2 separate regions of the Mus musculus genome follow, and region 1 is linked to region 2. Evidence: chromatin contacts called from public HiChIP or PLAC-seq data. All regions are on one chromosome and are shown on one strand. The core of a region is the stretch at or near the end of the contact, and the rest is flanking DNA. Distances in the headings are between cores, read along the strand shown.

Region 1 (6,416 bases), core at 2,431-4,930, 1.1 Mb before region 2:
AAGCATCGCTGTACAAAGGCTGGTTAGTTAGATTTCCCCTTCCCCACTTTGTTTCTGACAGGGGTCTCATTGTGTAGCCCTGGCTGACCTAGAACTCACCAGGTAGACAAGGCTGGCCGGCTAGTCTTGAACTCAGGAATCTACCTGCCTTAGCCTTTTAAATGCTGGGATTAGAGATGTGTACCATGCCATCTGACTTTTTAAAGATTTATTTTACTTTATGGGTGCTTCCCTCCACATGGACTATGCATATTTGGTGTCCACATGGGCCTGACAGGGTATCGATGCCCTCGGACCAGAGTTACAGATCACTGTGAGCTGCCATGGGTGCTGGAATTGAACCAAGGTCTTCTGAAAGAGCAGCTGGTGCTCTTAGCTTCTGAGCTATGTCTTCAGGCCTCACATCCACCTTCCTTTGACTTCAGGCCTTGCCTTTAATCCCAGCACTCAGTAGACAGAGGTTGCTGGATCTCTGAGCTCAAGGCTATCTGGGGCTATATAGTAAGACCCTGTCTCAAAAAAACAAAAACAAAAACAAACAAACAAACAAAAAACAAAACCCTAACTTTTAATCTCTAGAATTATGGAAATTGTCTCAAATAAAGGAATTTAGAGTTTCTTGGTGAAATTATAAAGGCCACAAGATCTTGTGTTACTTTGAAAAAACTGGATATAGGAGGGAAATCTTTATGTTCAAATCTGGATTAGAGGGAAATGGTCAGGGGAGATAACCGTGATTCCCACAAACAGAGGGAATGCCTGGAAATTTTATCATTTAGAGTTTCGACTAGTATTCAAAGGTTAGAATTAGAGCGCCGATTTCACTTGTTTTTTGACCTACTTATGAGTTTGTATAGATGTTGCCGTGAGTGCAGTGGCTTCAGAGGCCAGAAGAGGTGCTGGAAGGCCCTGGAGCTGAAGTTATGCTTGTCTCTGAGCTGCTTGATGGTGCTGGGAGTGAACCCAGCTTGCCTGTGAAACAGCCTCTGAGCTGTCTCTTTGGCTCTAGAAGAAAAGCACTAAGTTGAATATAAATGTGCTCTGTGTCTCAGCTTGGCCCTTAAGCAGCTCTGGTGCTTCGGTCTAGCCTGGGGTAACTGTGGGTGGGCCCCGTTTTTCTGCTTCTTGCACTGCTGGGCATTGTGCCCAGGACTTACACACTGTAGGTCCTGCCCCTGCAGCTTAGGCTCTGAGAAGCATTTTAGGCAAAGGGTTCAGAGTTTTGGTCTAGCCTTGGGTAACTGTGGGTGGGCCCCACTTTCGTTTTTCTGCTTGTTGCACTGCTGGGTGTTGTGCCCGGGACTTACACACTGTAGGCCCTGCCCCTGCAGCTTCAGCTCTGGAAGCATTTTAGGTGAACTGTTCAGAGTATACAATCATATTAGTGACACCTTGATTATCTTAACCCGTGGATTTGAACTCGGGGCCCCTTGCTTTCACGGCAAGTACTCTTTCTCACTGAGCTCTCTCCCTACTGTGGGAAGATTTAAAATCTATAAGCTAGATCACATGTCAATGGGCCCAGGACCTCCAAGGGGCCAGAGGCTGAGACATTTTGCTCAAAGTTTTGAAAGTGATTTTTACCTTGGCAGACAGAGTTCGAACGGAGAACTGTCTTGCAGTTGATCTCAGAGGCTTGGGGCCTGGGCCTGGAAAATCACTGGTATGGAGGTGGGGAAGCCTGGTGAAGCTGGATAAAGCTCAGCATTGCTCAGATTCTCTTAATTATATCTTCTCACCACAGCTGGCTTGCTTGTTCAACTACTAAACTGCCAGGAAATCCAGGACAGTCTCACCTCTGCAGGCCAGGCATCCCTGCTCCCTCCCCGCAGGCAGGTGCCTGCAAAGAGCAATAAAGAGGCTTCCTGAGTTTATGGCCTACTACTTCCTGGGAAGGAGATGGCAAAGGCTGTGGTCTCAGCAAAATAGCCAGAGGCCTTAGAGAGTTAGTATATAGGGGCATAGCCGGCTATCCTGGTCCATAACTTGCCTAGCTTTCCCAACTGCAATAGCTGTAGACCTCTGACCTTTCACCCCTGCTCTCTCCTTCCTCTTCTTCCTGCAGCAGGGGTCTTTGCTATGTCCTACTTTGTCCATCTGCCTGAAATACATTACTCCTAGGTCTGTAGACATCCTGCTTGCTCCCTGCGTTCAGGTGTGCTCAGACACACGAGGCAGGCCTCTGCAAAGCCAAGACCAAAGTCCCCTTCCCTGCCTCTTCTTCCGAGTTCCTTTAATTCTTCAGAGCATTAATCACCTTGATCTAGTTTCCTCGTTATTTCTTTATCTCCCCTTTGCTTGCAGAGCAAGGATGGGTGTTTCTAATGATCCATGGCATTAAAGATACAGAGTAGCTCAAAAATACTAGGTGGGAGGTTTGGATAATCCATTGTGGATAACCCATGCCAACTTGGGTAACTGTCCTTGGCTGGCAGTCACAGTCCAGGAAGCAAGGCAGTCTCTGTATATTCTGTACACTCTCTGAGCCTCAGTGCCTCTGTGATTAAAGCTTAAATAAAATTAAAAATGCTAAGAATAATTACAAAAGAATGCTGATATTGAGTAACGAGGAAAAGCGGGCACCCTCAATATTGATGAGACAGAGCCCGAGTTCACTTTCAAATTATCCTAATTCAGATGGCGAGTGAAGAGTAACAACAAGGCTCAGGTGTTTGTTTTTGTTTTTAAGCTTGAAGACAGTTATATTAAAGTTCAAGAGAGAAGTAGTAGGGTGGGCAAGCTGTAAATTTTGGCAGCTGCCTGGAGGAGAGAGAGGGGTAAGGAGAGGAGAGAAGAAAGCCCTGCTGTTTACTGTCTGTCTGTCCATTCCATGTCAGGAAGTAGTAGTGCAGAGCCTGGGAATGCAGTGAAGTGAGGGTGGTGTGCAGTCAGCCAGAGTGAGTGAAGCTGGGGCTGGATGAGAAATTTCGCCAGATCTTTTGAAGAGCCATGCACATTATTGATGATGTTGTTTAGAAAGAAAATCAGGGCCATGGATGACCTAATGGGTAAAAGTGATTGCCGTGTAAACCTGATGACACGCGCATCTTTGATCCCTGGTGCCTGTGGTGGAAGGAAAGAACCAAATCCCAGAAGTTGTCCTCTGAGCTCCCCAGGGCTGCGGACTATGCCCGCATTCATGCGTACCATGTGTATGTACATACAACAATAAATGAAAGTCTAGAAAGCCGATGTCTGCTGGCTTCTCCGTGTTTAAGATATGTCTAGAATTCAGTCTCACCGTTCAGCTCACACTGACCATCTAACAGACACACCTGTTCTGCGTCTTCCTAAACGTTGCTAATTATCTTATTGTCGGGAACTGTGGGTGGGGGCTGGGGATGTAGCACAGCTGACAGAGTGCTTGGCTAGTGTGCGCCACTCAGAGACTTAGTATTGGAGAGTTTTAAGCCAGCCTGAGTGACAAGAGACTCTGCCGGACTCCCCCTGTCCCCAATACCACCAAAAGCTTTCTTCTTCACAGTTTCTTTTTAATATTGTACTTTACTTATTGTTGTTGTTGTTCTCTAGCTGTTCCCAAGTTAAGGATCAGAACCGAGGTGACTTGGGTTTGTGACAACGGCCGAGCTGGCTTTGTGGAGAACAGCTGAGTGCAGTTGTTTCCTATCTTCCTGTTTTTGTGCGGCTGAATAGGAGGGCTTTTGTTTACTGTCTGTCTCCTCCTAGGACAGGGTTTGCATCTGCGGCTCTATTCTCTCTCTGCCTGTCTGTCTTCAAAGAGGAGAGCACTTCTTTGCTGTCTGTGCCCATCTGTGAGCCTCCGTATCTGGAGGAGCTGGGGACATGTGATTGGAATGCTCTGGGGAGGTGGAGGCAGCCATAGCGGGCAGTGGCTGGGTCCTTAAAGATCCTCCCTGCTTCTGTGAGCACTGCTGTGTGCCCTGAAGGATGCTCCCTGCTACTGTGAGCAATGCTGTGTGTCTTCTGGGAGTGCTTCTCTGGGGTCTGGTGAGAATCGGGAATCATTTCACCACATCTCCCACACCCCTAAAGTTTGCTTCTCATGGCACTACAACCGAAGCCATTGCAGGGATTTGTTTGTGACTTAGCCTTGCTGTGTAGCCTTGGCTGGCCTGGCACTCACTTTGTTGCCTAGGCTGGCCTCACATTTGTGTCTCTTCTTCTACTTCAGCCTCCTGAGTGCCAGGATGACGGGCGTATACCACCGTATTATTGCAGGAATTATTGAGTTTTATAAAAAAAAAATGTATTTCTAAATTCGTTTGATTTTTCTGAAATAAAAGTGTGTTTTTGTCTTTACGTATGTGTGTGCATACATCATGTGCGTGCTTGGTGCATGTGAAGGTCAGAAAGACAGCATCCGATCCCCACGAACTTTGTATTTAAGAATGGTTATGAACCACCATGGGGAAGCTGGGAATTGAACTTGGGTCCTCCGTGAGAGCAACAAATGCTCTTTTCCACTGAGCTGTCTCTCCGGCTCTAAGGTTATTATTATTATTTTGCATTGTTAATGGCAGTTATTTATTGCTTGTGGGGTGCTGGGGAGGGAGGTGCATGTACAGTGCTTGGGTGTAGCTCAGAGGACAACTTGTGGAGTCTTGGTTTTCCCCTTTCACCATGTAGGTCCTAGGATCAAGCTCAGGTTTGCTGGTTTGGTGGCAAGTGTCTTTACTTGCTTTGTCACCTTGTCAGGCCCTGTTGCAGAGATTTTGAACAATTGACTGAACTCTGAGCACAGGTTTGGTCTATTTGGTTCTCAGTGTTAACGGTATGATATTGGGGTTGTTATTTGAGACTTGATTGGGTCAGTTTTTTTAGACAAGGTTGGAACTTCTGAATCTCCTGCCTCCACAGTCTTTCAGTGGTCAAACCCGGGGCTTCTGCAAGCACCCCACCAACTGCAGCGAGTCCTCAGACACCCCCAGTGTTAAATTCTGTGCTGGGTGTGGTCGTGTCATCACCAAGGAATGGTGTTCACATTGGACCTTTGGACCATCTAGCCCATGCAGTGTGGGCTCCAGGCACTTTCCCTTTCTCCTCTACAGGCCAAAGATCTCATCATCACACCAGCCACTGTCTTAAAAGAGAAGCCGGACCCGGATTCGCTGGTCTTTGGAGCTACGTTTACTGACCACATGCTGACGGTGGAGTGGTCCTCTGCGTCTGGATGGGAGAAACCTCACATTAAGCCTTTTGGAAACTTGCCCATACATCCCGCTGCCTCTGTTTTGCACTACGCTGTGGAAGTAAGTGCTTGGGAGCACCCGTGGGCCGTGATTCTCTGGCCTTGCAAGCTTCTTTAGGGTCGGGGACAGGCCCTGCTGTCTTAACTGGAGGTTGTCATAAACATCTTCAAACTTCTCCTGCAGCCAAGTGGATTGCCGATAAGTCTCAGAGCTAGTTTTGCAGGTTGGCTTGGCTTATCTGTGATATTAGTAAAATGTGATATGTGTGTGTGTGTGTGTGTGTGTGTGTGTGTGTGTGTGTGTGTGTGAAAATCTCAGCACTTGGTAACCTAAGACTGGATGGGCCGAAAGTTCAAGGCTAACCGAGACTATGCCTTTCTTTCTGGACAGCCTAGGCCACAGAATCCCAAAGAACCCTAAAGCAATGAGTATTACTAATTTATTAGGTGCTCTCTACTTCTCAGATCTTTGAGTGATTGTGAAGGGTCGGTCACAGGATGGGGCGCTGTGCTAACTGCTTTCTTATAACCAGCCTGTGGGATGGCATTGAGCACGCTCCTTCACCGTGGAGTGTTTGGAGACTCCACATCTTGGTCCTCTGTTGATACACACTGAAACAGATATGCAGAATATTGTCCCATCCCCTTGGCCCTATATTTCAGTTTATTCTGGTTTCTTCACGGGTAATGACTTTCCCCAGAACACTGAAGGCACAGAGATAAATTCTGACCTACCAAGAGACTGAAAATGGCCATAGGAAACAGGATCAAATATTCATTTCTGAATATTGGTTCCCAAGATTGTGCCTTCGAGAGATCTTATACTTTATAGAGATCATTTTCATTTCACTACTTGTGTTTACAGTTCAAATTTCCCACCAGAACACCCCGGAATCCACCCATTTAATGATCTGAAGTGAGAAGCATTCAAATTCACATTCAGGGCCGGAGCATTGGCTCGGGGATTAAGAGCACCTGCTGATCTGGCAGAGAACTGTAGCAAAGTTCTCAGTACCCACATGGTGGCTGAGACCCAAAGGTTGTGAGAGCCACCGCTGTAGAGCCATGCCTGGTACGGAGGGAGAGAGCAGACAACGGCTGCGGTGAGCTATGCTGCACAGTCCATAGACCAGGCTGTGTGCTCTCTTGGATGGGTGACAGGTATTCTGAAAGCACAAAGCAAAGGAATAGCAAAATGTCCTCAGGTTCACAGGGAGAGACAACCCAGGCAGCCCCACTGAGAGAG
Region 2 (7,038 bases), core at 2,409-4,908:
GTCACATGCTTGTCCTGTCTTTACAGGATGCTCCTCACTAGCAGAGCAGCCTGCTCTCATGTTTGCACCTATTTGTCTCTTTAAACGTGAACCCCACCTAGTCTCACTTCTGCAGGCAGCAGCATCAACAACTTCCACATTGTCTCTCTTCCAGCATCTGCCAGGAGGAAGATGCTTGCAGATCACCTGGAAATCCCGTTAAAATTTAAATTCTGATTCAGAAGTGTAATCATGCCAATTTAACTAATTTCCCCAAAGCTAGGTGCCACTACACACCCAACCAACCTTCAATTTGATCCTGCCTTGCTGGTGCCCGAAGCTCAGGCTCTTTGACATCGCAAATCCACCCCCACACACCAGCCTGGGCACTGGCTGGCCAGGGGTGGGGTAGGTTTGTACCTCCATCTGAGGAGTGTACTCTTAGCAAGTTTGTCCTAGCCTGTACATTTGAGAATAATCCTGCACCGGGGGTGGGGTGGGGGGGAGGTGGGGGGGGTGGGGGGATGGGGGGGTGGGGGGTGGGGGTGGGTGTGGGTAGGGGGGGTGTACACAGGTCAGAAATGTAAGTAATTAGAGTCATTGTGTTTCTCCCAGCAGTGCCTGGAGCACTGGCTTTAGGGAGGACTTTGCAACTGTATCTTTCTTAGGAGCTGTGGCCTCCACTCAGGGGCAGTCACATTTTAAGAAGCATCCACAACTGCTGCCTCCAGCACCCTTTCCTGCCCTCACCTGACCATATTCACTCCAAGTCAGTTTTCACCAGCTTCTCTCCAGTGAGACCTGACTCCCTCCCCCAACTCACCCTTTCCACTCCAGCTTCCTTTTCTGTAGCCTCTTCTTCCCTGAACATTCCTTCGCTGTCAGTCGAAATTTCCAGAATGACTTCCTCTCATTCACTGTTGCTATGTTGAAATCACCTAACCAAAAAAAAAAAAAAAAAAAAAAAACGGCTCGGGGAAGGAGTTCAAGTTAGCTTGCAATTCCAAGTTACGGGGTCCAACGTGGGAGTGGGGGTGGGGCAGTCAAGATGGCAGAAACTTGAAGCAAATGGTCATACCCACAGGCAAGGGCGGAGAGAAATGGTGTGACTGGGTGCTGGCTTCCTCTTCAGCGCACCCTTTCCGCTGCTGTTCCAAACCCAGGGAGTGAATGGGGCTACACATTTCTTAGGCTCGCTCCTCCAACATCAGTTAATGCTACCGAGATCGCCCCCGCCCTGCCCCCACAGACCAGCTTTTCCTACTGTCTCTCACTGAGACTTTCTTCCCAGGTCACTTTAATCACTAAAATCCCAGGATCTCACACTTATTTTTAAAGTCACCAATAGTCTCCATGTTCCCTTTAGATGATAAATCATCATTACAGTCTCCAGTCCTAGGAACTGTTTGCTTGAGGTTTGTTCTCCTCTGTATTTACTCCAAACTGATGTTACTGAGTCTCAGGGCTTCACTGGGATGCGTGCTCACCTCTTGCAAAGGTTGGTAAGCAAATATCCAAAGTATTTTCTTATTCCTTCGTGTGTCTCACTCCGCCTCCCACCCTCGTGTAGCAACCTTATCCCTTATCTCTGTTATGAGCCAAATAAATAGACTCCGAAATTCACCTTGAGCCAGTTCCTACTTTGTCACAAAGCCAGCCAACTTCCTTGTGAGTTCGACCCCCGTAAGTGTTGAATTTCTTAGGTTTTTACCAATCCACCCCCTGTCACCTGCTACACAGAAGACGGCTCCTGTGACTTCCACTTGCTAGTTAAGTAGTCTTGGTTGTTTTTCTTCTTCACACGTGGGGTTCCCTTTCTTCTGTAGGGTAAAGTTAGGCGCTTTAATATTTGTGTATAGTACCCTGGATACTAAGTTACCACCCAACACTGTCCACAGTCCTTGCTTATCTATTTCAACCCGCTCTGTGGTTCAGCCACCCTGTGCTCTTAGTTTAAACTGTCAACTTGACACCACCTATATTGCCTGGGAAAAGAGTCTCAGTTTCAGAATTACCTAAATCAGATTGGCCTGTCACTAAGACCGTGGGGATTATCTCCATTGTTGGTTGCCCTAGAGCATTCAGCCCATTGTGGGCAGCACCATTCCCTAGGCAAGGCTCGGGACTGTGTAAGGAATCTAGCTGGAGAAGCAAGCAGGCAGCGTATGTACATACATTCAGTCCCCCCTGCGTGTTTGTGAATGTTATGTGATTGGCTGTCTCAAGTTCTTCCCGTGACTTCCCCTCAGCAAGGGAACGTCACCTGGAATTGAAATCCAAATAAGTTCTTGATTCCCCTGGTTGCTTTTTCTCAGGCAATCTGTCACAATAACAGAAACAAAGCTAGAGCATTCTCTTTCCAATAAAAATACTAAATAGTGTATATATATATGTATATATATACATATATATATATATACATATATATATATATACACACAATCTCCATAGCAGTAAAAAATATTTATTATAACACAAAATCAAAACCAAGTATAAAATCAAGGAATTGGTGAAACATAGCTGTTGAGACTCTGTGAACATGCTACTATGAGGCCTCTCTGGAAGCCTACTGCTTGAACTTCACTGCGTTCTTGATAAAACCCTGTGTTTATGTTATACTTTTTAAGAATTCATCTTCCAGTACCAAGAGCAGTGTTCACAATTTATCCTGGGTACTCAGTAAGTGTTTAAAAGTGAATTACCTTAATATTGTTTATGCATGAACACTTAGTTTCTTTCATGGATTAATTTTTGCTTGGTTTTTTTTTTTTCAGACAGGGTCTCACTTGTGTAGCCCCCACTGGCCATAAATTTCAGGTCTTTCTCTCTCAGTTTCCTGAATGGTAGTTTACAGACATCTGGCCTCACATGTTCAATTTCTAAAGTCAGTTTAATATCTTAGAAAAATTATTCTTATAGTCATTACTTTTAATTTCTTGCTATCTCCTATCCCCAGTGGTTAACTAGTGCATACTATTGGTTACATTACTAACACACAGTTAGCCTCTGTGCAGAGTATCTATCCACCTTAGCTCTTATTAGCAAATAAATATTTCTCAATCTGCATCAAAAATACACCACATGACCCATGTATACCCCTGGTATACATTTTTATAAAACATAAGATGAAAAAAAAAACAAGACCTTTTTTTTAAAGTCTAATTTTGGAAGATCTATTTGTTCATTTGTTGTCTCTAAAATATACTTTTGGCAACATTTATCTCTATAAAATTAAAATGTCAACATTTTCTATAATGTCAAAAAGAAAAGAAAGGGCAAACATGAGATGTTTTCTTTACTCTGAAACTGTCCGTGAGCTATTAGACCACAAGGCAACATTCGAAAGTTTAGTTAATGGCTTAAATCTTTAGTGTTTAGCTCGTTAAAATGAAAGTGAGTTTAGTTAAGTTCTGTCTGTGATAAGACTGAAAATTTGGCAAAGACTTGCTGTGCTCTGATCAAGTCTGCAGTGGTGTGTGTGTGTGTGTGTGTGTGTGTGTGTGTGTGTGTGTGTGTGTGTCTGTCCAAGTACAGCCCTCTGAACCATGCACCCCCAACCCCCCATTTTCCTAAATACATCATGAAAAAAGGATGAGGTTTCAGCCTTAATTGCTTGCTCCTTTTATTCGCATTCCTCTCTCAGCCAGGGTTGTGAAGAGTGTCGGTAAAAGGCTACACAATAGCGCTTTTCATTAGGCCCCAGCCAGGCACACAAAGGCAGGCTTTGGGGAAGAGTGAATGCAGGAGTTTAATTTGCAGGTGGAGAGGAGATAAAAGGTGCTGACGCCTCTATTATTCTCTTACTTAGGTGACCCTTACCCTGTTCAGCTGATCCCAACCACTATGGCAGCTGCTGCTGCAGCAACACCAGGCTTAGGCCCACTCCAGCTGCAGGTAAGTCTGGAGACAACGCGGGGAGGCAGGGGTTAAGTACGAGCCACCGAAGGCAACCATTATCCTCTTAGAACAAACTACAACTGAGGACTGAGACTTAGGTCACACAAATTTGTTTTGTCTTTGCCTTTATTTGTTCTGAGCCCCAACCCCCCCCAAAGATTATTTTCGGTTGTGTGCTCTGAATTAAATATTACTTACAATTTTGTCATTGCCTGCTCAGGGTTGACACTGTGAGCTTCAGTGTCCATCTTGTTGGTAGACATCATGATTTTTGTTGTAGAATGCTCCCTCAAATAACAACAACATCATCATCAACAACAACAAAAACAATAACAAAAATAAACAGCTTGTCAAAGATATCTAACCGCGGCTGTGATCCAAGGCAACTGAAACAGAATGTTATTTGAAATCGTTGAGGATGCCTGGTGTTATTAAAGTACTCAGAACCCATTTGTTCTCCTTGCTTAGTGGCAGATCATTTGAGCAAGCAAGGAAGACCAGACCAAAGTCAGCAGGTGTCCATTTGGGCTTGAGCTTATCCTGACATCCTAATGGAGACCTCTTTGCCCTTCAGACCATGTATCTCCAGTACACCCGGGCAAAGTCAATAACCTTACCAGATGTCCAAACGATTTTAGAAATTATGCCTCTGAGGTTAAAAAGAGAATCGATATGGTTTTAGTAGAGGGAGCTTTCCTTATCTCCGTCTCTGAATTGATACTCCATAAAGTACTTCATCTGCCCTGTTATTGTGAGCCTCCAAACTATGCAGCTAATGAGGACAGATAATGAGCTAAGACCTGGGTCCACCTCCTCCTGGAGCACTGGTTTACACTCATGGGAAACACACCATGCAATGCCAGTGTACTGACTGCCGGCCCACTTCACACAGCGGAACTGCACCCATGAGTGTGACTTGCCATACTCGGCATTAATCTAGGTTGAGGTTTTCATCAGATCCTACAGAGCTGAGTAGAACCGATGCACACAGAGATGTGTCCAAAGCTGGAGACTGGCAGGAGGAGATAGCCCTGTGAACACTGAGAAAGTATTCTGTAGAGGTTGCAACATTTGATCCTAGTTTATCTCTTCCATGAAAAATTACATGATGTCGGTTTCTTGGAGCTAGAATACATTTGGAAGTGTTAGAGCCATGAGGACAATAAAATTACTGTAACATTTTTTTTTCCTTTTCAAATGGTGTCTGGGGAATAGCAACAATGTGGGAAAGGGACTGTAATAAGTAAGACTCCAGAGATGCACACATATACTTACTGTCTATATTTATTATGGGCACATTATTTTTCTAACTTAAGTTAGAATGACTTAAGTTACCTGGCATTGAAAACATCTATGGTTGTAGATAACAAAATATTCTTTTATAATAAAACTGGAAAGAAAGATAAAACAAACAGAAAGAATATAAAAGACAGATGAATTAGAAGAAAATGGAACAGCAGCCTCCAGCAACGGATTTGAATACAGAAACATAGGATTGTGAGGTTTATTATATAGGTTGAGAGTTTCTGTTTGCCAGACTCACTGGAGAGAAGGGCAATGGCAAGGTGAAAGTGCCCAGAGTCCCACTGTTGGTCTCCACCAGAGAGTAGTGTTGCTCAGGGAGCATCTCAGCTGCTTTTCCTGTGAAGACAGGTTAGAATATTTGACATAAATTAAGCTTGATTTCCCTTCTGATGGTTTTCTCACCATCTAAAGTATTAGTTCCCTTAATGAGAAATGAGGAACATCTTTGAGCCCCAACGGGTTTGCTCTGTCTGTAAACAACTTAATCTGTAGCAGGGCAAGGTTCTTTCATTGATCATTACCCATACCTCATGACAATGGGGTCTTGCCATGTTGCTCTGTGTATTCCTGAACATGTCATCCTCCTATCTCAGCTGCTCAAGTCTACTCTTAAGTATGTCACCCTCCTACCTCCTCCTTGGGACAATTTTAATTGTACATCCTTACATTGCCTTTGAGAGGTTTCCATGTACGTGATTTTGTACCCATTAAAGTTTATAATTGTAGTTAGGATCTCAAATAACCTATACTGTAATATCATTAGAAAATTGGCCATCAGAACATCTCCCCAGGCAGCTATGTATACTCACTCATACGACATACTTACACAAACACATGCATGTAATTTAGTTTTGCAATTATGGGGAAGATGGGGGTGGGGCAGAGAGACATGCCACACAAATTCCAAAGACTTGTCATTTAAGAGCTGCTAAATTTTTGCTCAGTGGCTCCTGACATTTTTATTGCAGAGCCCTTTATTGTTGAGATCCCTCCACTTTATTTCAGCCTACTTAACACCTCCAGAGACACCTGTTGTCTCCTGTCCACATGGGATAAGTTTAAGGGAAGCCATCTACAATGGTCTCAACATTTATAGCACATCTACTTCCATTGGGGAAATCTGTATCTGAAATGCTCTTTGTTTTAGTGGAATGTAAGAAACAAGCCAGTTTTAATGCTTCCCACACTCTGTTTTGAAATATGTTAGGCTCCACTGACCATCTCCTTATAACATTATCAGTAGACCACCTGACCCTTCCAGAGATCAGAACTCATGCTGCTAGAAATTTGTTCAAGTGTCCAGTCCAAATCGTACAATCTACCTGTCTGCTGTTATGTCAGAAAGCCAGTTCTAGAGACCAAAAATAAAGAGGCCATTTATACTTTTCCTTCTTAACCATACATAACCCCTGTGGAGATGCAGGATAGCACACTGGAGAAGCTATGTATGTGGTTCTCTTGGGCATCGATTAGAGTTTCCCAGTAGGCTGGGGTGGGTGGGTCTTATCAGTAAGATGTCATATCTTCTTTGTGGTTGAGACACACCCCTATTGACAGCAGCCACTCAGGTAGCAGAGCCACCTGGGTAACAAGAGTCTTCCCCCATGCTTCCTGCCCCATCCTTCCTGCCCCATCCTTCCTGCCCCATGCTTCCTGCCCCAGGCTTCCTGCCCCATCCTTCCTGCCCCATGCTTCCTGCCTCATGCTTCCTGCCCCATGCTTCCTGCCCCATGCTTCCTGCCCTTTGCTTCCTGCCCCATGCTTCCTGCCCCTTGCTTCCTGCCCCTTGCTTCCTCCCCCATGCTTCCTGCCCCATGCTTCCTGCCCCATGCTTCCTGCCCCATGCTTCCTGCCCCT

What was found. HiChIP or PLAC-seq counts read pairs in DNA pulled down with a chosen protein or histone mark.
Region 1: a contact with region 2 is called in an H3K27ac HiChIP or PLAC-seq map of stem cell-derived neural progenitor cells, with 5 times the contacts expected there. The contact joins two enhancer-like sites. A contact is called at or near these places in 3 of 115 datasets of contacts at active chromatin or transcription factors (astrocytes, embryonic forebrain and stem cell-derived neural progenitor cells).

Annotation. Positions count from the first base shown.
Region 1 is chr6:145,038,250-145,044,665 of GRCm38.p6, reverse strand. Bcat1 (branched chain aminotransferase 1, cytosolic) reads left to right here. Exons shown (of 11, transcript NM_007532.5): 3 at 5,031-5,231. Among named protein-coding and RNA genes, the nearest start is that of Gm26666, 6.1 kb to the left of the region's middle. Within about 2 kb of position 3,680, at least 26 of the 459 cell types and tissues checked have an H3K27ac peak or open chromatin away from gene starts, as enhancers often do. A contact at or near this core is called in stem cell-derived neural progenitor cells, where this site is marked.
Region 2 is chr6:143,938,186-143,945,223 of GRCm38.p6, reverse strand. Sox5 (SRY (sex determining region Y)-box 5) reads left to right here. Exons shown (of 15, transcript NM_011444.3): 8 at 3,788-3,873. Among named protein-coding and RNA genes, the nearest start is that of Gm52486, 12 kb to the left of the region's middle. Within about 2 kb of position 3,658, at least 40 of the 459 cell types and tissues checked have an H3K27ac peak or open chromatin away from gene starts, as enhancers often do. A contact at or near this core is called in stem cell-derived neural progenitor cells, where this site is marked.